Linked DNA regions of Mus musculus: all the other regions are linked to region 1. Evidence: chromatin contacts called from public promoter capture Hi-C data. All regions are on one chromosome and are shown on one strand. Each heading gives the region's core, a stretch centred on a gene start, on an enhancer-like site or on the middle of the called end of the contact. The rest is flanking DNA. Distances are from core to core; before and after follow the strand shown.

Evidence for each region. Promoter capture Hi-C pulls out the DNA fragments that hold promoters and counts their contacts.
Region 2: a contact with region 1 is called in a promoter capture Hi-C map of liver, with 5 times the contacts expected there. The contact joins the promoter of Poglut3 here to the promoter of 2310030G06Rik in region 1. A contact is called at or near these places in 4 of 39 promoter capture datasets (cranial neural crest, hippocampal neurons, liver and 1 more) and 1 of 115 datasets of contacts at active chromatin or transcription factors (embryonic stem cells).
Region 3: a promoter capture Hi-C map of liver shows a contact between it and region 1, with 2.2 times the contacts expected there. The contact joins the promoter of Exph5 here to the promoter of 2310030G06Rik in region 1.

The regions. Positions count from the first base shown.
Region 1 is chr9:50,744,949-50,748,066 of GRCm38.p6, forward strand. 2310030G06Rik (RIKEN cDNA 2310030G06 gene) reads right to left here and starts at 1,579. Exons shown (of 4, transcript NM_025865.3): 1 at 1,494-1,579. The coding sequence starts at 1,525. It also overlaps a transcript of Cryab not described here.
Region 2 is chr9:53,382,458-53,385,575 of GRCm38.p6, forward strand. Poglut3 (protein O-glucosyltransferase 3) reads left to right here and starts at 1,566. Exons shown (of 8, transcript NM_212445.2): 1 at 1,566-1,829. The coding sequence starts at 1,643.
Region 3 is chr9:53,300,252-53,303,369 of GRCm38.p6, forward strand. Exph5 (exophilin 5) reads left to right here and starts at 1,419. Exons shown (of 6, transcript NM_176846.3): 1 at 1,419-1,600. The coding sequence starts at 1,482.

The DNA.
Region 1 (3,118 bases), core at 329-2,828:
TGGTCTATGTAGTGAGTTACAGACCAATCAGGGCTACAGATCAAAACCTCCCTCTAAAAATAAGTAAATCAGGGCTGGCTGTAATGGTACAGGCCTTTAATCCTAGCACTAGTGAGGCAGAGTCAGGCAGACTATTGAGTTCAAGGCCAGCCTGGTCTACATAGAGAGCTCCAGGACGACAGAGAGAGAACCTGCCTTAAAAATCAAACAAAGAATAAATAAATATACATGTAAACAAATATACACTTATAGGCAGGGTCTTATTTATTTGTCTATTTTTAGTTTTTTGAGACAGGGTCTCTCTATGTAACCTTGGCTATCCTGAAATGGCCTGCCTCTGCCTTTCAATAGCTGGGATCAAAGGCATTCACTACCATGTTTATCCAAGTTTCCTTTTATTGCTGACTTCTGTATCTGTCACTTCCTGGTACCCAGCACATGCTCAGTTGATATTTGTTTAATAACCAACTAGATTAATAAACTAGCAGGCACAGGACTGGAGTCTAGTATTGTTTTCAAATTTTAGGTGCTTTCCAATGTATCTCACTTTTCTCTCTACATGTGATGTTTACCTGTAAATAAGTATTCTTTGAACTCTGACCCAGACATGGATCATATAGCTAAGAGGCAGCTGACAGGATGAAGCCATATTTGGGAGTTTGTAGTGGTGGTGAACACCCTGGGGGGAAAGTTACAAAAACCACAAATAATCTATTATTTGGTGGGGTTTTTTGTTGTTGTTGCTGTTGTTTTTATTTTGTATTTTTTGTTCTTACTAGCTTTCGATCTCTAAAACCAACCTATGATACAAATAATAGGGACTGTATATTTTTAAAAAAATCGAGGACCCAGTGAATTGACTGGACTGCATGAGGCCACACAGCAAATAGCATGAAAGTTATATTCACAGTTCCAGTGGATTCTCTTCCTTCCCACTTCTGCAGTTTCAAACAAACATTTGTCCAAATTCAGTTGCTCAATCCATGGTCACATCTCTGATTACCTAGTGAGGAAAGTATGGGCCCTGAAGTCTAGCCTCCGCGCTTGGAATCTTGTTTTACCTGCTAAGCTACTAGCCATGTGACTGACACTACCTTCTCTGAGCCTCCGCTCCTTAACCGGCCAAGATGGGAACAACGGTAAGACCACTCACTCACAGAAGACCTGGGACAATTAACCCAGATTAGAAAGTGACTGCACATAGAGAGCACTCCAATGCTCCCGTTATTATGATCTGCGGAAGAATAAAAAAGGAGAGAGCATCGGAAGGAAGGAAAGGAGAGAAGAGAGAAACCAGGCTGGCCCACCGGTGCAGCCAACCTCTGGCCACTCTCCAGCTTGCTGTGTTTTCCAAGCGTCCTAAGGCACCGCTCTCTGCTCCACCTAGGACGTGGCAGGTGGAGGAAGGCACGGACGGTCTCCAGGCTGTCTGATTCTCAGGGTTTCATATCCACCACCGGAGGCGGTCCCCTCCACCTTTCGGCCCTACTCACCAGGTTCCCCCACAGCAGAGCCGGTTTCCCATGGCGGTTGTGTCTCCCAGGGAGCCCAGCTGGTTTTCAGACATAAAGAGGTTTGCGCATTTCCTGGTTCCCGGCTGAGCGAACGGCAACGGCTCCCAGGAAGTCTGTCAGGATCAGATTTCAACCGAGTAGGTTGGACCTTGGAAGCCACCTGGTGGAATGATTCCCAAGTGACTGTTCGCAGCCAAAGGGCAGGAAGACACACGGGCTCCAGGTGAGAGTTATCTCACCTTAGGGATTTGAAACTCCTTTTGATGAAGCTGCAAGCTTCGATTTATAAAGAAACCTGAGATACAAAAGGGCTCTGAGTTTCCATAGGAAATGTGTCTCTCTGTATCGCACGGCCTTTGAAATAGACCCTCCATAAGGGAGTCAAAGCTCGGCCACTACGTTTGCCCTACCACACTCAGGTTTGAGTTTCACTGTCAAGGTAATTGGTACTAGTTTCTGATGTCCTCAATTTGGGTTTGAATCCTAGAGGCTTTTGGAACCTGAAATGTAGGAAAATGGAATGCTCTCATATTCCCACGACTAGAATTAATAATGTGCGCATATCTCCTAACCATTTACCATCTAGATTTCCAGCACACCAAGGCATAAGTACTGAATGTATTACTTAATCCTCTTTCTGGTATAAACCAGATGGCTAACTGATTGGCACGGAGCACTCAATGTTCTCTCCCCAGTCCAGGACCATGAAATCTCTACTTACCCCTGCTTGTAGCTTCTGCTTCCAATGACCCAAAATTGGATTCACTCTTCCCTGGCCAGAAACTATGAGGCAGCTGAATGAATTCCCCTGAGACAATATGTTACCAGGTTGAGTATGGTGTATACCTCCTGGCACTCGGGAGGCAGGAGGATGAGGATCTCTGAGAGTTTGAGGCCAGCCTGGGCTACAGGAGCAAGTTTCAGGACAGCCAGGAATTCATAGAATTCATAGAGGTACCCTGTCTTAAATAAACAGAAACAAACAAGAGAGAAAGAAAGGAAAGAGAGAAGGGAGAATATGTCTCTAAGAAAATCTTTGAAACCTGCAATTCCGATCTTCAATATTTTCTTGGCATTTTGAGTATTGTCCTGGAATATTCATAGTCAGCCCTGAACTCCATGGAGTACACTGGATTCTGAATTCCTCCTCATCTTGGGAAAAACGGGCCTGAGAGTGGCCACTTCATAGGGCTGTGATAACTGAATGAGGTATGTGTGTACAAAGCTTCTGAACAGGCCAGACGCATGGGACGCCCTCAGTAAGTCTTAACCATTGTTACTACTATTGTTCTCAGTGATCAGATGGCTAAGCATTGTATTCTACTATCTCATGTTCCAATCCTGCAGGCCATTCCGTATCCTACTATTAACTACATTCCTTTCATCCTGTAACCTGCGTCCCTGTCTCAAAAGCCAGTAATAATTTCCTATCACTTACAGGATAGAACTCTCAAAGCCCTTCATAATTTGCTTCACTTCCATCCAACCTCTTTGGCAGCTTAAAGGATCTTACCCAGATTTTTAGAGGGCCAGAAACTGCACAGAAAAGACAAAAAAGCACCCGGTACACCTTAAAACACAGCAACCGGAGTGTAGAGGGTTAA
Region 2 (3,118 bases), core at 316-2,815, 2.6 Mb after region 1:
GGTATTTATTTATGTATAAATGCTAGCTGGAGCAGAGCAGAGTAGGCGTTCCATCAAAGCATGCAAACGACCCCAGGAAACAAGCCATTGGAAATCACACTAAGTTACACTACACTGCTGCCCTGCAATTTACAAGTGACTTATTCCCAGTTCCTAATGATGCGTCTAAAGAGCGCTGTCTATAACGTCCAGGGGCTAACCTGAGACCCCAGCGCTGTAGAGTGCATATGGGCATCTGCCGATTTCTTCCTGCTGGCCTCTATACTCGCCTATGATTGGTAATTGGGTTGGTGACCTGGGCCGGAGCTCAAAATGCTCAGGAGCCCAATTAAAGCCTGGGGCCTGGTTCTGATAAGCTCTGGGTTGAGATCTACCAGGAAGATCTCTGCCCATTCTGCAGGATGAATTCTTCCAGATTTCTCATCCTGGGAAGAATAATTAGTTCCTAAAACTCAGATAAAAAGAAAAAATAATTAGCAAGAGTGAACAAACGGGGGCTGTGGGGCTGTTCTTCCCGGCTCTTGATGCTCAGGAGTGGGGTGCCCAGGGCATAGTGGGCAGGGAAGGATAGGTGCCCAACTCTACTGAGACGCTTGCCCAGACCCTGCCTTCTGCTGCCCAAGTGCCCTACACAGGAAACACCGAAAGATAAGGGACTTCAGGGTAGTAGGCTGCCAATCACAAATATACGGAACAGGTGGGCCGGTGTGTGAACAAAGACTAGGGGAATTCCTCACAGGGAAGCTATTCCTCTTGTTCCACTGTGGCACTGGAAACCAAACCCTGATGTGCATTTATAATAAGCCATGTTTCCAACCCTTTTCTGTCTGGGTGTAGTGCACACCTTTGATCCCAATACCTGGGACACAGAGGCAGGTGGATGACAGTGAGTTAAAGATCAGCCAGTCTATATACATATATAGAGAGTTCCAAGGCAGTAGGAGATACATAGGGAAAACCCCAACTCAACCAGTTTTCTCCACAAGGCAAGGTGGCTTGGCTTACACACCTTTAATTTCCCTCTACTGGAGGAGGCTGGGGTGGAAGGATTGTCATCAGTTCAAAACCAGCCTGAGATACAGAGGGAGACTTCCTTCTCAAAAGGAGAAACAATAAAATATAGAAGAAGAAAAGGGGGAGGAGGAGGAGGAGGAGGAGGAGGAGGAGGAGGAGGAGGAGAAGGAGAAGGAGAAGGAGAAGGAGAAGGAGAAGGAGAAGGAGAAGGAGAAGGAGAAGGAGAAGGAGAAGGAGAAGGAGAAGGAGAAGGAGAAGGAGAAGGAGAAGGAGAAGGAGAAGGAGAAGGAGAAGAAGAAGAAGAAGAAGAAGAAGAAGAAGAAGAAGAAGAAGAAGAAGAAGAAGAAAAGAAGGAAGAACAAGAAAAGGAAGAACAAGAAGAAGAAAAAGAAAAGAGGTAACAATTTTAAAACAAGCACACCCTGCCTTTCTCCAGACTGGCAAACTCAGGCAACTAGTGTAGGGATGACTAGGAGCGTAAGGCCTGGGCGCGGTACACGAGCCAGTCGGGGTCCGGGCGCGCGCCCGGCCCGCCCGGGGCGGCTCTAGCCAGAGGCCCGCCCTCGGGTGTCCCCTCGGCCCGGCGCTCCAGCTCCTCCCTGGCCAGCGGAGCTGAGAGCCGGCGACCATGCAGGCCCTGCCGCTGGGGCTGCAGCTCGCCCTGCTGGTGGCGGCGGGGGCCGGGGCGCGCGTGAGCGCACCGCGGAGCCTGGCGTGGGGCCCTGGGTTGCAGGCCGCCGCCGTCCTGCCCGTGCGCTACTTCTTCCTGCAGTCGGTGGACTCGGACGGCCGGAACTTCACTAGCTCGCCGCCAGGTCAGCGCCCGTTGCCGTCCCCGCGCGTCCCTGTCCCCACACGTGGCCATCTCCCCACTGCGGGTGTCGTCTTCTCTCCCCTCCCATCGGCGTCCCTTCCCTCCTCCCTGACACCCACGGGGGCGGGAGGTGCCACTCAGGACCGTTGGGTGACTAACTCCAAAGGCTGGGCCACAGGTCCCGCCCGGTGACAGATGTAAGGGTAAGTAGAGTAAACGGCGCCTGTGGGGTCCCACGGAGCGCAGTGGTGCCATCACGTGATGCAGATGGCCCTTCCTGGCCTGCAGGGCGCGCCTTCCTCCCTCCCTCAGCAGCCCACTCTTCTTAGGCCCGCAGTGCAGACCACGCGAAGCAGGGAAACTTCCTAGAACCGGAGAAGGGAGGCGCTTGTCTTGAATCTCAGCAGGGCCCTCCTCCCACATCTGATTGCTTCTCTGGACTTGTCCAGCTGGTTTCAACTTGTTGCCAGTCAGGATTTGCTAATTTGTGTCTAAATGTAAGGCTGCTCCCATCTGGCGTCCTGTTTTGCCTGCAAAGAGGCAGAGAACTCCTTGGCGTCCTCCACCGAGCAAACGGGAATTTCACGTACTTAGAAGTCACGTGTATATGGTAATCCTGGAGTAAAAAAGAGGATGGCAATGTCTGCCTATCGAAAACTTAAGACTCTGCTGAGAAAATAGATAATAAGCAACCTGCCTATCAGGGCAAAGCACAGTTGCTGCAATTGGATTTCTGCAGCCTGGTGTAAACATTAAAGAACTGCCAATAGGTCCAAGGGAGTCTGGGAAGCTTCAGGAGTGCGGGTTTGGAGGCTGAGAGGGGTTTCTAGACTGGCTTGCAGCCGCGCAAAAGCAGAGAGCGCGAGGATCAAGTGTTGAGAACAGGAGTCTGTGGAACATGGTTCAGATTCAAACCGTGTTATGGTGTATCTGCAGTTCTGTAATAAATAAATGAACCCAGATAAGCACTCATGTGGTTACAGCAGGAGAGTAAGGATCCCCCCCCCCCATTTTAAAAATCTTTTTCCCCAAATAAAATGTTCTGCAAAGATTATTCGGATATGTGTGTGTTTGTATATGCCACTTGTGAGCTGGTGCCTATAGAGACCAGAAGAGAGCACTGGATCTGCTGTAACCATAGTTCTAGACACTTGTGAGCCACCTAATATAGTTGCTGAGAACATGAGTCCGCTGGAAGAATAGAAAGCACTCCTAACCACCACCGAGCCAGCTCTCTAGCCCCAATACATCATAATGTTTTTATAATGAGAAAAACATATCTTTTAGAAA
Region 3 (3,118 bases), core at 169-2,668, 2.6 Mb after region 1:
GAATTATGAGGAAAGGACTGTGTTGTTTGGTGTGTATACAATAGCTTCATGGAACAGGTTCCAGAATAGGTTAGTTTCAGTCAGCTCACTGATAAGAACAGGACAAAACCTCACCACTACCGACATTAGAAGGTCAGTCCATATACCTAGTAAAGGAACATGCAAGAATACCTGAACAGTGTGTACATGACAGACTTCCAAACTGCCATCATTAACATAGAGACAATCTATGAGGGAGTTCTGTGTTGTATGTTATAGAGTGGATCCCCACTTCTTGCAGCTAATAGATGCCCACAAAAAAGTTGTTTCAAAGGCTGTTTCTTCAGACATACCAAAGATAAGACAAGGGACCAGCAGCAAAAGCAACCATTCTTTATAGTTTTGACTGTTTTTCCTTTAGAGGAGTGAAACCCAGTTTGGTTTATTTATCATGAAAAGATGGTATTTGTGGACATACCTTGTAGATATTAGTGACCATCAAAATCACAGCAGAAAGGACTAAATTAAGGGTATTGGGGGAATGTATGTCCACCGGACAAATTGTTTTTATGTAGAGAAACAAGTTTTCTGGAAAGACATTTATCTTAAAAAAAAAAAAAACAAAAAAAAACAAAGCACATGTATGCACATCCTTGGAAATACCTGACTTCACTATGTCATGGAATAATTGGCTTTCTAGGAAAAGCACTTTCTGTGGTTGCACGGGATTGTGATTCGCTTTCTAAAATACTGTCAGTGGGGCTTTTCAAAGTCTGAGAATGACTTTCTATGAGACAATGGGACTGTGTGTGTGTGTGGGGTGATGGCAAGTTTGGCAAATAATTCAATTTCCAAAGGTAGCCTAATGCCAGTCCTTCTGTGAGTCCCTCTGAGCCAAAGCCTGAGATAAAGTGAGTTTAGGCTTCCCCGGTCTTTTAAATAAGATAACACTTCTACTAACTCTAGCAAGCTCCTACCAGTTCTCCTGTTCTCAATCATTGAAAGACAGGATTAGTCGTGAATCTTTTTCCTTCTTCGTCTTTCTTCTAGACAAGCTCAAATTCTTCCAGCAAATAGCAACAGCCAAGCAAATACTTAGGGGCTAACACTCAAGGGCAAGCCTTCCTTAGAGACAGAATTATGTAGGCTTGTTTGCTTAACAAGTCACATAGAGGGTGGGAAGGGGGTGGGGGGTGGGAAGAGACGCTGCAAAGTCCGCCCCGCCCCCCAAATGCGATTGGTTCCTTTTCTCCATTTAGTCACTCACTTTGCATCTCGGTTGGACAGGTTGAGAGAAACATGTCATTAAGGTGTTGTCAAAAGGAGCCCTGTATGTGTGGGCTGGTCCCGAGGTTTGTGGTTTTAGCTTTTCAAAGGCGCGGAGCTATTATGGGCTATGGGATCAAGTTCGGGAAAACTAGTCTTCATTATCTTGAAAAATGGCTTTGTAACAGGAGGCGCCAAGGAGCTTAAGTACACATAACTCGCACACGGGAGAGAAAATGACGAAAGTTCCTCAGGGGTTTGATTTCAGCTTCCTAAACGAGGAAGAAGCCAGGAAGATCCTCCAGGTACTGGAAAGAAATGAGGAACTCCGGAGGGCAGAGAAGGACAGGATCAGGTACGAAGCGAACTCCTCCTCTTGGGCTGGGCCTGCATCCTGTTGGTTTCCGAGGGAACCCAGGGACACCTGCTGGGACCCTATGCAGGTGCTGCTTGGAGTGGCAAGAGGGAACGAAGACGTTGTTTCAGTGGGTCTCCAGATGCCTCCCGGGTGCTCTCTCCAGGCTCTCCATCCCCAGCGACTTGGCTGGGAGTCCAGGACTCCGCAGGGAGGAGGGAGAAAGTCGCTCGTTCTTTGCATTTCTCGGTGCGTGGGTCCCCGCCTGTTCAGGACACCTGGGCTAACCTCAGCTGGGAGGGGTTCAGGCATAGTAGAGGCTCAGGTGCGTCATAGGCTACTAGGGATAAGGTCGGACCGTTTTAGGGCACGTGAGTTATTGTACGGCACTCCCTAGAACTGGATCCTGGCAGCTGTTCCCTCCAAGCTAGAGGCCCAGAACAGGAGGGAGATCCAGGAACTTGCCAGAGGGTCCTGTGTGGGTGAATGGGACTTAGACACGTGGGGTTGGCTGTGGTGTGGTGCTGTAAGAAGGAGTTTCTACGGGATCCAACCAATGGCCTTATTAATAAATACAATGTTGTAGGTGAGGACGGGATAAGAAACTAGCAAATTACGTCCAGAAATGATTCTTGGGAGCATAAATTAACTTATTATTTTTTTCCCTGCTGGAGTACGAACCCACAGACCTATTCAAGTCTTCTGCAGTGAAGTGTGGGAGGAAATCCAAGATAGCACACAGGCTGCAATGTAGGCATAAGCTGGAGTTTAGAGAGCTGGCTTGGTGAAGTCATTCAGGTTCCCAATTCCAATCAGTCCCTCCCACCTCCGCCCTCCTCTTCCTCACCCCAAAAGAAACGCCTCCAAGGACAAACTTCCAATTATGGAACCCTCCTTAGTCTTTGCAGAGACAGAAGACACTGAGCCCAAAGCTCCCTCTTCATTTTTTCTCCTATGTGGCTCTCTAGGAAGGGCGGGGGCAATGGTGTTTAAAGTTTGAGAATGGAGATCTCATCACACAGGCTCCGTCCCTTCCAATCAGTCAGTAAAAAGTCAATCATTCACTCTGAAAGCAGTGTGTTCACACTCACCCGTGAGTGCCCACACATATGCACGTCGGCCACACGGGGTGTCACCCCATTCAGAGAAGGACATAGATCTACTTAGGGCCAGCTTCAAAGCATACACAATCCCCACACTCCCAAACTGTAGTGCTCAGAGTAGGATGTTCCTTGTCTGTAAAGAGAAGGGCGACATTATACATGAGGGGACAGCATGGCAACATTAGGAAATAGAGAGAGAGAGAGAGGTGGGCTCACACTTAGGGATCAACTTGGCCCTTTTAAAATTATAGTCAGCTGTCCCTGAGTTTGTTTCCTGCCTGTGGATCCTGGCCTTGTCTGGCCTTAGTGAGAGAGAATGTACCTAGTCCTGCAGTGACTGATGTGTGGGAGTGCGGTGGGGGGTGCCCCCTTCTCAGAGAAGAAGGGGAGAGTGGGGGATGAGCTTTGAGAGGAG